2 separate regions of the Sus scrofa genome follow, and region 2 is linked to region 1. Evidence: chromatin contacts called from public HiChIP or PLAC-seq data. All regions are on one chromosome and are shown on one strand. Each heading gives the region's core, a stretch centred on a gene start, on an enhancer-like site or on the middle of the called end of the contact. The rest is flanking DNA. Distances are from core to core; before and after follow the strand shown.

Region 1 (7,308 bases), core at 1,570-4,069:
GCATCTGTCAACTGACACTCATTGAAGGCCTTCCCTCTGCTGAGAGAAATCACGAGAACAGAGCTGTGGGAGCCGCCCTGACATCTGCTGTTTTATAAACAAGAAAACAGATTGCATGTCTCCCTTAACACACCTCTTCATAGGGAAAAGGCGCAGGTGGCACAGGGCCACAAACCCTAGGCTCCTCTCTCTGCGCCCAAGGGCAAGGCTGGCCACCGAGTCAGGACTCACCGTCTGGCAGAAGACCACGTCACGGCGGTACTGCAGGCTCAGGAAGGTGGCGATGGTGGGCGCGCTGTCCTGCATGAGCAGGAAGACCATGGCCTTCTTGGCCTTGTCGCTCATCATGGCCACGCAGTCTGTGAGGGTGGTCAGCAGCGGGTACAGGGCCTCGCTCCACTCACCTGGCACGAGGAAGGGTCAGCTCAGAAGGAAGGGCCTGCAAGGCCCCCGGCCCCCACCCGCACTCCGCCCCTGCCTCCACCCCACTAGCCGGAAGCTTCTCAGCAAACTCAGCATCAGCCCAACCCAGGGTGTGGTGACGCCCGTCTGCTCTCCCCACCCCCTGGGACACAGTGGCACTTGTGACTAGTCCCGAGCAAAGTGATAGGCTTCTGGGAGTTAGGACTGAGCGAGGAAACATGCTGTCTGCAGAGGCCAGGCCTCTCCCATGACACCACCACTCCTGTGTGGGGCGAGACCTGTCCTCTTGCTCCTCTGGATCCAGCAGCAAGGAGCGCAGCTGGGCTTGGTCTGGGTCCAGGGAAGGGCCCGGCCCCGCAGCGTCCGCGTGTCCAGTCCTCGGCGTCCCCTCCTCCCCACCCCACCTTCCTGCCCCGTGCCATCTATTTCAAGCTGAAGTTTTTGGGTTTTGGAACATAAGGAAACTCTGACCCCATCGCAACAACTTTTTAAAAATAGAACCTAGGGGAAGAAAACACGGTGAAAGGCTTTTTTGGTTTTGGCTCTTTTCCCCCTTCCTATTGAGAAGACATTTAAAAGAGAAGATATGCCCCATCATTTTATTGTTACCAGCAAGGGGCACTGGGTCATTACCTCTGGCTGAGCGCCCCCAAAACCGGGGGCAGCAGCCCGTGCAGCATGCCCTCTGAGGGTAGGGCACTGCACACCCGGGCTGTCGCTCATCTCAGATAAACAGAAACTTGGAGAGAGAGAAGGGAGCCGTGGCTCTGCTCTCTCAACCCAGGTGCCTCACTCTTTGTTTAAAAAAGCTTTCCAAGGACCTCCCTGTATTCAGTGTTTGGTTAACGCAGATTTTCAAGTCTATGTAGCAACTCAAAATGTGGAAATGATCTAAGTGTATATGCAGGCTTGCTGTATGTGGACAAGGATTCAGATCTTTAATGGAAACAAGCAGGCTTAAATTTAGAAAGGTCTTTGAAAATAAATCATGGTGACAAAGAACCCTGGATGGAGGAGTGGAAAATGTGAGTCCCAGGCCCCAGCCACCACTGAGCCGTGCTGGGCCCTAGCTGCTCCCCAGCCATAGGGTCCTTCTCAGTCAAACAGGGTGGCTGTAACTGACCACACCCATGTCTCTTTCTTCCTCTAATATTCTCAGAGACCATGTTTTTGTCTCTTTGAAGGACTCGGTTGAACCCATGTCAATTATATTCAGCAAATAAAAAGGCCAATGACCATTAAGTTTTAGTAACTAAAAAGTTTGGGGAAAGGGAGGCAGTCCTTAAGAATACTCTTTACCTAAGAAGTACCTGCTCTTAGAGCAAAGCTGCCAATTTCACTTTGCTTTTCTACTTCACCTGAATATCTGTGTAATTTATAGGCAAACTGTGATCATTTAAACCTGCAAATGATCAGGGTATACAAGGAGACCTATCTGACTAAGCAAGCTCTCTATGCAAAAAATTTTTGACTTTGCCAATTTCTGTTTAGACAAAACCCATGTAAGAATGATTCAGTTTTGCTACCTAGAGGAAGGAAAAACCAACCAAACAAACAAACAAAAAATCCACTGGAAAAAACCATCATATTGGAAGAATGTTTAAAGGCACCAGAGAAGAGGTGCAACCCTGGGCCAGAGGGAACAGCTGGATGGCTGCAGGGTTCAATGAGAGCAGGAACCACCACGTCCACAATACCAGACAGTGCTTCCCTCCCTGATCGGTTTCTCATTTAATCTACAGAGACAAGGTTGTTAACGTGGGAAGAGAACGGGCTCAGTGTCTGTGCAGACACGCAAAAAGAAGTGCTGTTTGGGTGCATGTCTGACTATGTAGCGAGGAGTGGTTGGAGAGAGAACATTTTAGGTCAACATGAAGAAAAACCAAAATGTAAAACTTCCAAACAAAATAAACTTCAGTGACAGTGATGAGACGCTACCGGAAGTGAGTTAAGGACAGATGTCTGGGATGTTAAGGCTGGTGAAGGGAGAGGTTTACTCTGCCTCTTGCGTCAAGAACGTCTTCCTATTCAACCATGCTCCAATAAAATTAAAAAAATAAAAAAGTCTTGCTATTAAAAAAAAAAAAACGAAAAAAAAAAAAAAAAAAAACACAGTGATTAAGCAGTCTCCTCTGTGACACAGCTGGTTCCCCTTTGGGGTGAGCGCCTCGGCCAGCTGCTCTCCTGGAACATTCACTGGCTGGTAGCCATGCCAGGACCATGTACTTCAGATAACTTCTATCTGGGATTTTTTTTTTTTTTTTAACTATATTAACAGGAGAGAGAGGAAGGAAGTAGGGAGACAGAGGAAATGTGTGTGTCTTCACTCTGACTCAATACAGCTCTGTGGGAAGAGCTAAAGGAACTCTTGGCAGGGTCCATTTTCATCCATCTGACATCAACTGTGGACAAGCCACCAGAGCTGGAAATGGCCCAGCTGACAAAATGAGCAGAGTTACACAAGCCAGGCCCTGTCTGCGCATGGGCTGGGGACCCACCCGACTTCCCGCCAATTCTGCAAACTGCAGGACACCCAGGGCTGAGTGTGCCCCCACCCACTACGGGGCAGGCACGGGCGGCCCCCAGCCCTTCCCTTAACTGCCAGGGATGGTCCCTGATGTCCCTGCCATGGGCTCAGGGGAGATGGAGCAGGGTGCAGGCACTGGCCTGCTATGGAGGTAAGCTGATGGGGAACAGAGGAGGCAGACAACAAGGAGGAGGAGGCCCAGACCAGGAGAGGCACTGGAAGGGGAGGCACCAGCTAACTGCCTGTGCAGGGACCAGGCCTCAGAGATCCAGAAGGTCCAGCCCTGGAACTGGAGACCCGCTCAGGGCCAGACTGACTTCTAGGAAGAGAGAAACTGAGGCGCTGAAAGCAAACAGTGGGGTTTATGAGGTAGCAGATTGCCCAGCGATGAGCCAACTCCGAATGGGGCTCTGGGGTCAGCGCAGCAAGCCAAGCTGAGGTCACAGCTGCCGGGCAGAGTGTGGAAAATCACACAATTGCAGCTTACTGCACTCTAACTGTAAAGCAGGTATCCTGCTAAGTTAGATTTACATCCAGTCAAGAACATGTAATCCTCAGGCTGACTGGGTAGCTGCTTTTCTGGAGTTTAAGGGGAAAAAAAAAGGCAGCACTATATTTGGGGGGGTGTCTCATGCTCACCCTGGGAAAACCACAGGTCACATCCAGGGAATAAAATATGAATTAGAGCAGGGGTCGGCACATTTGTTCTGTAAAGGGCTAGACAGTACATCTTTTAGGCTTTGGAGGCCACGGGGTCTCTGTTGCAACACTGGCATTGCCTTGCAAAAGCAGCCATGGACGGATGTGAATGAATGGGCCTGACTCATTTCCAGGAAAAAGGTATTTACAGGAGCAGGCAGTGGATGGGATCTGGCCTGAGCTGAGCCATAAACGTTGATTTCTACATGCAAACGCAGCAGGAAGATGCCACGGTGAGTGTTAATGGCACCTGCAGCCCACGGCAGTGCCTGACAGGAATTCTAAGGCTGCAGCCAGACTCAGCGGAGCAGATGCGGTGTGATTCCAGAGTTGCAGTATCTGCAAGGGTGCAACTTTTTTGGTGACCCCTCCCCTTGTAACGCTTGCAAGTTCAGGGGAAACCATAGGAAGCCTCGTTTACAAACATGGACCTCTCCTAACAGGCCACCCTCTTTCCGAAGCCCAATGCGCTCACGGACACTAGTCGTCTGAGAAGGTTTTAGGATGGGAAAGTGAGAAAAGGCATGAGCCCCCATATGACTTCCAGCCTTGGCCCCCAGCCCGACTGGCCAGCCTCTCACCAAACCTAGCAAGAGTTGCTACATGAAGCAACTCCTAAAATATTTTCCTAACACTCAGAGTACAAGATCATCTTTGACAATTTGCTACAGACACAACCTGAGTATTAAAAAGGCATCTGCAGAAGCCTTGAACGGAAACCACGTACCTGGGCTGGCCTCTTCAGGAGGGGGACTGCAATCTGCACAGAAATGGAGGGTGACATGGATGATTAAGGAGCAGCACACAGTTCAAACACCAACAACTCAATGCTTAGTGCAACTGCAGCAGCAGCTGGCAGTAAGCTGGCCCGACTGACTGGAGAAGAGGTTGGGGCCAGCCTGCCTCTTCCCAAGAAGTCACACGACGGTGGCTGGGCTTCCTGGGGCTCACTGCCCAATTCACTGCCATAAACACTCATGTTGCTGATACGGCAACATAAAATGCTGACACGTCACAATGCGATAGAGCCCCACGTCCATCACACTGTATGTGCCAGAGCCCATGGTGGCTCATGACAGCTGGAAGCAAAACTTGCAGTGAGAGAGAATGACTAGTGAATGGAGTGTCCAGTTCAGAGCGCACTGCCCTGACTGCGGAACCTGGGCCAAAGGTCAACTGCTGAGATCCTAAAGGTTAGGATCCAGTCATGAAATCCATATACCAAACACATCCCTGCCAATCTTTCATGTGGAAAACAAATGCAGAACCTTTGGGATGGACAAAAGCCTAGAATCAGAATGTCCCTCCAGGTCCCTCGAAGAATCCCAAGTTTAATTCGCTTCACCTCTGCTGAGTCACTTTGGGAAGTACTCGTTTTAGTCTCCCTCCTTCTCTTAAAAATCCTACAATTTCTAGTTAACTGGGTGTGCCACCTCAAAGAAAAAGGTTTCGAAAGGGATCCCTGTGAGTAAACGTTTATTTTATGTCTCAAGTTTTATTTCATGTCTCAAGAAGAATGTGTTAGGGTATTGATATGGGTGGGTTTCAGGTCCCCAAGAATAGCCAGAACCAGCTGAATGAAGACTTTACAACCTGGATTGTCCGGAAGGGCAGTGGCAAGGGATCTTCTCTCTAATCGTCTTTGGCAATGACTTCTTAACTGGCCAAGGGGACAGAAATAGAGCAAAATGAAAGGCCTCTGTGAACAGAAGACTCCAGCTTCTACATCAGAGCTCAGATATCCTGAGATCATCTACTTAACAAAGAGGGGGACCACTATGGGGTGGCATGTGGCAGAGAAGTGACTCTTGAACATCTGTCTGGCTAAAATCACAATTACCCCAGGCCTTGGAAAAAATACAGATCTCTGCCTCACCATAACCCTTCCTCCAAGAGTCTCTATGAGGAGAAGGGTTGCAAAGCCTGTTTTCATGATCCGTGGTGATCCCTAACAGCTGGGCTGGGACCACGCCTGAGAAGGTATCCAGGGTTCAACCCTCTGGGTAAATTCATCTTTCAATCAAACGGGAGGGGGAGCGGTCTCCTCTGGTGGTCCTAGGTCACAGAGTCCCTTGAGATTTGATGACAGTATGGACTGCTCCAAGCACTGGAGATTTCAGCACTAATGCAGGGTACACCCACCCGGGGTACAACCCAAACTTCGAGTTGAGAGAAACCTGGTCTGGGGCTTGAATAGCTCTTAGAGGATGATGAGCGCAGGAGAAGGGAATGGAAATTACCCAATTCTGGTGGGGTGGGGTGCCAAGGGACTGGTCAGGGGGTCCTGCAGAGCCCTGGCCCTGGGTGATCCCCGCCCATCAGGCAAGGCTGAGGTGGGGTGGCTCCTTGATGAAAGATGAAAACCAAGGGCCCAGGACAAGGTAGAGAACTGGAATGAAGAGCACCAACACCTTCCCAAGAGGCCCAGGGTTGTTCACAACCTGCTCACTAGGCCAAAGCAAGTGCCCCAGGGACCAGGAAGGGCGTCCTGGCAGAGCCCCGTGTGGCCTTAGAGGACAAGACTGAGTAGAACAAGTGGCTCCCAGTCTGGCTCTTTCTGAGCCTCTGATCACCCTGAGGTCTGAACGGCTTCCTGGCTGTGCTCAGATGTTTAAATTAAGGATCATCTGCAAGTAATTTAGAGGCATATGATTTCATATGTTTTTGAGGGCTGATAAGCAGAGTCAGACTCTCTCAAACATGCTTCCTATTAACCCACGAGCACGGACTGGCATGGCACACACAGGTAACAAGTTAAGCCCTAAATGTCAGAAACTGATGCTCATTTAAATAACTTTAAAGCTGCACTTAAATCTGTCCACATATTTGAATACAGGATTTGCCTAGAAAAAGAGGACATTTAGGTTATGAATACAACAGTATATCTGATTAAATAAACTATCTCCTGAATTCTTAAATGTCCAATCAATTACTCTTTTAGCACCTGCAGATAAATGTTTAAATGAGAAGCAAGACAATATTAAAGAGACATGAGCAATGAACTTTCTTGAATTTTTTAGAAGCAACACAATTTACAGTAAAACATGAGAACACGAACAAAGACAAAACAGCTCCATGAACCGATCACAGGTCTGGGGAACCGGAGGTCGAACCCCTCACAGATGGAAGCGTGGAAGACGCAGACACTGTGGAAACACAGGCTCAGTGAGCACGCGCCCTGGGCACAGACTGCAGGCAGACTGAAGATAATCCGAGAAGGACTGATCAAGGGGCTCTGAGAGAGGGGTGTAACTTGGCCCTGACTGCAAGTTGCCCAGTTCTGAAATCCCAAGTCCTGGGCAGGAGGCCCAACCCTTACGTCCTCCACTGAACCCCCAAAGGGGAGCAAGGAGGAGGCAGCTGCCAGGTCTCAGCTGCCTGGCCACGGCCCCGCCAGCTCCTCCCGGGAAAGGCCAGAGCTCCAGGCACCTGGGGCCAGCTTGCTGGGAAGCACACAGCCCCAGCTTTGAAGCAACAATGGGCCAGGGTACCTGGTCACACTCCTATCTCCACGGACAGCAGGCTGCCCCACAGCAATGCCCTGCCATCTCCCTGGGAGGTGGCACTGAGCAAAGGAACCTAACTCAGCCCCCAGGCATGGGTGCAGGAGCCACCCACGGACTGAGGCACCAAGGCCCAGGGCAGCAGCCTCTGCCAGA
Region 2 (7,274 bases), core at 667-3,166, 100 kb after region 1:
GCCTTATGAAAAATAGGTAAGTAGCCTGTAGAATTAGCACAACTAATTCTACCACTGAACTCAATAGAAACAAAGGCTCTGCTTCCTCTTTGAATTTGTCCAGCATTCATTCCTTTAAGCCTTGTCCTCAGAGCAAACCCTCCCTGTAGCTGTAACTTTGGCTTATTACTTCAGAGGCTTGCTGACAAGACACCACAGAAACAAGGCCTTGTGGGCTCCATGGAAATGCCACATCACCCCTGGGACAGCTTCATGGTCTTCTGACACCAACCCTCCTACAGACCAATCACACTGATCTTCCCACGTGGGACCAACTTCCTTCAAAGAAACCAGTGAACTGAATCTTCCAGGAGTAAACATTTCAGCAAAGAACCCCCAAAACAAAGGCCCTAGCCTACATCCAAAGACAAAAAGTCCTGTTAGCCTGTTTTCCCAAAGACAAATTGGGTTTCATCCAAGGACAACCTATAGCTATTCTATGTTACCAACGCCAATCGCATCTAGATTCCAAAACAAACTCTGGAAAGCAAGTTCAGTTCTCACCTGCCAGAGATGAGAAAATAGAGAGCCAAAGTTAGCAACTGGCAGATGCAGAATTCACATCCTAGTCAGCCTGTTCAGTCTCCAACCCCACGGCCTGCCCTCAGTCCACACAATCTACTGAACAGAGATGAATCAGGCAGAATTTCACCGCAAAATTCAAACCACCTCCCCATCCCCTATTCCTTTGGTTTAGAGGCCCTAAGGGGCAGGTGGGAAATCAAATTCGCCTCTAATGCACTGCCCCAACCCAAAACACATTCAGTGGCAAAGCCAAAGACAAGAAGATGGGCTTTACAACTGCCCATACTTTTTTCTTACCCAGAGGACTATTTTCATGATCTGTCATTATGGATAAACTCGGAGCAGGAGGAACACATCATTATGTAATGTCAGAGGGCAGGCGACAAGGGGAGGGAGAGCAAAGCTCATCACCACTCCCTTCGCCCACAAAGACATAAATTAACCGTTGACGTTTTAAGTGTTTCAATCTTCTATGGCCTGCACATTCATGACTAGCTTTGCAAGAGAGGGTCTCAGATCCCTGAGGTTTCTCAGGCCTCAATTCCTTGACTAGCAAAGCCATAAAGAAACAAAATGTCAACAGCAAAGATGGCAGAAATGTTGTCAGGGGCTGTGGGCCGGCATTAAAGGGAAGAGTTTGAAGCATGGGGACCCAGGTGCATGTTTATTTTTACCCGGTTCTGTTTACACTCGAAACACCGCGAGGCCTTCAGCGTCTGGAGTCACTAGATCCAGCCCTGGAGACGCACCAAGACCAGCGCTGCGTCCCGCATCCCGGCTCCCCGCCGCCCGCGCCAGCACCGCACTCCCCTCAGCCCGAGGCGCCCGGGGCGTCATCCAGCTAGGGATCGCCAGGGTCGGGCTGTTCCCCGAGACGCCACCACCGGGGAACCGCTAGGCTGCACGATTTCCATGACAACCGCGGCGCCGTCCGCGTCCCGCGCGCCGGGTGTCTGGATGCGCGCCGCGCCCCGTTCCGCCCGAGAAGCATCCCGGTCCCCGGAGGCTCGTAGCCGCCGGTTCGGCCCCCCTCCCTCGCACCCGGCCCGGCCCGGTCCGGAGCACCTACCTGGCGCGTCCCGGCCCGCGGCGCCCACGCCCTGCCGCCCCGCCGTTCTCGGTCCCGCCGGGCCGCGCGCTCGAGTCCCGCAGCAGCAGCGCCGTCGCTCGGTCGCCACGTCGTGGACGGCGGCCTGGCTCCAAATACTGGTCCTCCTACCCCAGCCCGCGGCGCCCAGCCTAGCCGCGAACCCGTCGCCCGCGCTGCAGCCCCAGAGCCGCTGCTGCCGCCCCAGACCCGCTGCTGCCGCCGCCGCCACCGCCGCTGCTACCGCTCTGGAGGCCACGCCAGCCCCGCCCCGGCCCCGCCCCCTCACCGCGCATGCGCGTTCCTTGGGCCGCCCCCACGCCCGATCCCGGCCACCCCCACCCAGCTGGTCCTCCTCCGCGGCGGCTCACGCTGACTTCTCCCGCGTTCCTCTAACACCCACTTTCAGCTGTGACCGAATCGCCTGCAAAGAGTTCTTGAACTTCTGACTTAATAAGATCGTGGCATTTTCGCCATCACATATACTGAGGCTTCTAAGGCCCGGATGCATCCCCGAGGAAGAAGGCTGCTGGGAAAAGCGGCGAACAGGGAACTGCTCTGGCCATGTGTACCGGTGTCTGCGCGACTCCCTTGGGGCGGTCTTACACACTACCTTGGCAATGTTTAGGGGAACTAAACATTCAACCCAGAAACAAGCAAAAATTAAAATCGTACTTTAAAGATACAGATGAACAAAAAGAAGAGAGAAACCGCTACCCTCTCAGGCTGTCCTGGCATATTGTATAAAATCTACTTTGATAGACTCTCAAATATCAGCTCCTTAAACTTCCCTCCCAAAGTCCTATTTTTCCATAGAGGGGGAGAAACAGAATAGTCAGAAGTTTTGGAAGAAAAACTTCACTTTAATATGAAGGTTTAATAAACCTTAATATTTGTGCTTGAGCAAGGGTAAATACTGGGCTGAATATAACATTTACCTTCAGGTCTTTAAACTTTATCAGAAAAAAAAGTTCTCAAAATTTTTTAAATGTAAACGATTTTAATTGAGTAAACCAGAACATTTCTCAGTCGGACCTTACATCCTTCAGGTATAAAAACAGGCATTTATGATTTACTTTAAGAAGAAAAGACATTCACTAGTTAGAAATGAAACTTAAAAATTCTCTAATATCATAGAAATAAATTCGAGCTTCCCCACGTCATCAAAAACCAACAACGGTCTGCAATAAAAACAAGTAAATATAAAACTTTTTAAACTTTAATTTTTTTTTCTGACTTTTTATTTTATTCCTATGAGAAGTAATTTACTAACGGAACCATTTTTATTATTTCCTCAGATAAATGGAAAGAAATATTAACAGAAATAAGCCCAGTATAAAATTAAAGCCAAGAAAATCAAACTGGAAATGTGGAAATGTTTTTATAGTTTATTTTCTAAAATTAGAATGACCAACATACCTGGTTTAGCTGGGGCAAGCCCAGTTTACATCTTTTACTCAGCAAAATTATCAGTAGGGTCCCCTTCCAGTCTCAAAAGTGTTTTCAGAAATATTCAGACAATACATTTTATGGCCATGCTAACTTTAATCAAGCCATGAGAATTTTTAAATCATTAGTTTTAAATTTAAATTCACAAACATTTAAAAATAGGCAGTCTAAGTTCAACTGTTCATTTAGCATAGTAACAAACAGTGAATTAAGATCAGGCTTCCAATAACATTTGTACTTTACTGCTGTGTGATTCAGGATAATCTTACAAAGATTAATCATATTTTCAGTGTGACAAGGAACAAGCCCCAATTTCACCGCAGAGTGAACATTATCAAGAGAAAAAGGAGCAAATTTTGTTAGTAAATATGGTGCTATGCATTCCCCAGGCATCACAACATGAAAGAAGAAAGTATCCTAGAGGTGTGCCTGTGGGAAAATATATGCATCCTTTAGCTACTCTCAACATGTGGTACCCGAATAGCAGCACTAATGTCCTTTCAGAACTTGCTAGAAAAGCAAATTCCCCAAATGTTGACTTACTAGATGTGCTGAATCAGACACTCAAAGTGGGCCCAAGCAATTTGTATTTTAATAAGCCCTCCGGGGATTCTGATAAACCTGTGAAACTAGATAACCTATATACAATAAGTAAGCTGATTGAGATAAGCTATATTTTGATAATTAAGAGCTGAGTGCTATTTTGGGGACTAGAACCAACAAACATGAGAATTTCTTTTGGGGGCCATCAAATACGACATATTTATGTTTACATGTGTTTTCACTAGAGAATATATGGAGTCTTGAAAATCAACAGCCCTGCTGCCACAGCAGCTGTAAAAACCATAGCCTCACAGCCACTGCAAGGGCAAAAAAGGATTTGGAGTACTTCATAAAGCCCTATCCCCAGAGAATTGTCACTATTTGACTGGTCTGGCAGCTTGCTAGAAAAGCTCCATTCTCAGGGCTTGTCTTTAATTGACCTGACTCAGTGCTTATTTTGGTGCACATGGCCCTATCCACAGGGCATTTGCTGAAAGCAATCAGTAGTAATTATTAGTAGTGCAGGTGCCTAAGGTGGTAATATGAGGTGGAGCTAGAAAGAAGTGAGCCAATTAACCTGAAAGAATGAGGAAGATGTACATGGGGGAACTTTGGAAAGATTTGACACATTTCTGGGACTCTAAAGGGTTACACACATGTACAACTGCGCATATGTACAAGAAAGACTTAAGAAGGCCATACTCTCACTTCTGACTGACCTTGAGGCTTTGAGCAAACAAGAAATGAAGGCTAAGGCAGAGTTTTAAATTGCTTGCCTGAGTAATGCAGACATGCCTCAACACACATACAGAGACCCTCCATAAAGACATATTGGTCCCAGCATTTTGAGAATAATCTTTGTATAATAATTAGCAAATTTACACAAAGAATATCAATAAAAAGATAAGAATTAAGCTAACCAAGCAAGGACTTCAGTAGCTACAATGACAAAGAATACAGACTTTATAGAATTATCCCAAGGGAGTCACTAAACAAACAAAAAGCAACAACAAATCCTCGGGTAAAGGGAAATATGATTTCCAGAATTGTGACATTATATAATTTAAAATGTCCAGTTTTAAACAAAAAGTTATGAGACACGTAAAGAAAGAGGAAAGGACACAGGTTAAAAGGTAGTCAAGAGAACGTCCATGAGAAAACACAAATGTTGGACTTACTAGACAAAGACTTTAAACCAGTTATTATAAACATGTTCAAATAACTAAAGGAAACAATATCTCAAAAGTTAAAGGAAGGTATGAGAGTAACAAAAAGAGATTATTAGGAGTTCCCATTGTGGCTCAGCAGAAACAAATCTGATTAGTATTCTTGAAGATGCAGGTTCAATCTCTGGCCTCGCTCAGTGGGTTAAGGATCCAACGTTGCTGTGAGCTGCGGTGTAGGTCACAGACATGGCTCAGATCTGGCATTGTTGTGGCTGTGGCATAGGCCAGTGCCTACAGCTCAAATTTTACCCCTAGCCTGGGAACCTCCATATGCCACTGGTGCAGTCCTAAAAAGACACACACACACACACACACACACACCACACACGAAAGAGAGAGCGAGAGAGAATATCAAAAAGACATAGGAATTATAAAAAAGAACTAAACAGAAATCCTTTTTGGAAAGCTGTAATAACTGAAATGAAAAATTTGTTAGAGGGGTACACCCCAGTACTGGGCTGACAGAAGGAAGAATTACATTTGAAAATAGGTCAATTGATATTGCCTGGTCCGAGGAACACGGAGAAAAAAGAATGAAAAAACATGAACAGAAACTTCTGAGATTTGTGGGGCACCATACCAACACAGTAGGAATCCCAGAAGGAGAGGAAACAGAAAGGAACAGAAAGAATATTTGAAGAAGTAATGGCTAAAACCTTCTCATTTTGATGAAAAACACTAATTTACACATCCAAGAAGTTTAATAAACTCCAACTAGGATAAACTCAAATAGATTCACCCTAGACACATCATCATCAAACTATCAAAGGCCAAAGATGGAGGGACTCCTGAAAGTACACAGACAGAAGCAATTCATCAGGTATAAGGGATCCTCACTAAAATTAATATCATGGAAGTCAGAAGGCAATAAGATGATATAGTCAAAGTACTGAAAGGAAAAGGCTATAAACCTAGAATTCTATATTCAGAAAAAAACCTATCTTTCAAAAATGAAGGAAAAAAAGACTAAGAAAAAGAACAAGAAAAAAAAAGTGTGTGTGTGTGTGTGTGTGTGTGTGTGTATAACTGGGTCACTATGCTGTACAGCAGAAATTGACACAACACTGTAAATCAACTATAATTTAAAATTTTAAATAAATTAATACATTAATAAAAAATTAAGAAAGAAGGGAATTAAAATATACTTGAACATATCTATTTACTACAAAAGAAGGCAGTAATAGAAGAAGCAATAGAGGAAGAGAGGAACAAAAAAAGATATAGGATATATAGATACCAAATACTCTTTTTTGTTTGTTTGTTTTACTTTTTTGGCCACACCTGTGACATCTGTAAGTTCCCAGGCCAGAGACTGAATCTGACCCGCATCCTTAAACCAATGTGCTGGGCCGGGGATTGAACCCTCAATGCCACAGAGACAAGGCAGATCACTAACTCACTGTGCCACGGCAGGAAGTCCAGATACATAGAAAACAAATAACAAAAGGCAGATTATATCCTACCTTGTCACATTATATTAAATGTAAATAAATTAAATGCTCCAATTAAAAGGCAGAGATTATCAGATGGATTTTTAAAAAAGAAGAACATGGACCAACTATGTGCTCTATAGAAACAAAATTCAAAGGCATAAATAGGTTGATGGTAAGTCTACCATGTAAACAGTAACCAACAGAGTGCTACAGTGGTTATATTAATAGCAGACCAAAACAAAACAAAACAGAAACAACAAAAAACAAAAACAAAAAGCAAAAACCCCTTAAAACAAAAACTATTACTACAAAGACAAAGAGGGACATTTTTTTAAGAGGGTCAGTTCATCAGGAAGATATAATAATTACAAAGATAACGCTTCCAAAAAAGAGACCCAAAATACACTAGGCAAAACAGACAGCATTTAAGTAAGTAGTGACAATATATAATAGTAACAGTTAAGGATGTCAATACTCCACTCTAAATAATGGATAGAGGCAGAAGATCAACAAGGAAATAGAAGACTTGAACAACACTATAAACCAACCAGACAGATATTTATAGAATACTCCACCCAACAATATCAGAACACACACACATACTGCTCAACTATACATCAAAAATTTTCCAGGACAGGCTGTTTAGAAGGCCATAAAAAAAGCCTGAATAAATTAAAAAGGATTGAAATCATACGAAATAACTTCTCTGATCCCAATGGCATTAAAATGGAAATCACCAACAGAAGGAAATTAAACATAGCCCACAATAACCAAGAGGTTAAAAAGAACTCAAGAGGGAAGTAAGAGAACATTTTGAGAAAAATTAAAAACTCAGTGTACCAAAACTTTTAGAATGCAGCTAGAGCAGTACTTAGAGGAAAATTTATGACTAGAAACACCTATATTTAAAAAGAACAAAGATCTGAAATCAATAACGTAGTCTCTCTCCTTAAGTAACTAGAAAAATAGCAA

Evidence for each region. HiChIP or PLAC-seq counts read pairs in DNA pulled down with a chosen protein or histone mark.
Region 2: an H3K27ac HiChIP or PLAC-seq map of alveolar macrophages shows a contact between it and region 1. The contact joins two enhancer-like sites. A contact is called at or near these places in 5 of 47 Hi-C or Micro-C datasets (embryonic fibroblasts, fetal heart ventricle, heart right ventricle and 1 more) and 1 of 2 datasets of contacts at active chromatin or transcription factors (alveolar macrophages).

The regions. Positions count from the first base shown.
Region 1 is chr3:55,728,947-55,736,254 of Sscrofa11.1, forward strand. INPP4A (inositol polyphosphate-4-phosphatase type I A) reads right to left here. Exons shown (of 24, transcript NM_001143930.1): 16 at 4,377-4,409; 17 at 232-404. Among named protein-coding and RNA genes, the nearest start is that of INPP4A, 28 kb to the right of the region's middle. Within about 2 kb of position 2,820, at least 19 of the 83 cell types and tissues checked have an H3K27ac peak or open chromatin away from gene starts, as enhancers often do. A contact at or near this core is called in alveolar macrophages and skeletal muscle, where this site is marked.
Region 2 is chr3:55,832,470-55,839,743 of Sscrofa11.1, forward strand. No RefSeq gene overlaps it. Among named protein-coding and RNA genes, the nearest start is that of INPP4A, 76 kb to the left of the region's middle. Within about 2 kb of position 1,917, at least 60 of the 83 cell types and tissues checked have an H3K27ac peak or open chromatin away from gene starts, as enhancers often do. A contact at or near this core is called in alveolar macrophages and skeletal muscle, where this site is marked.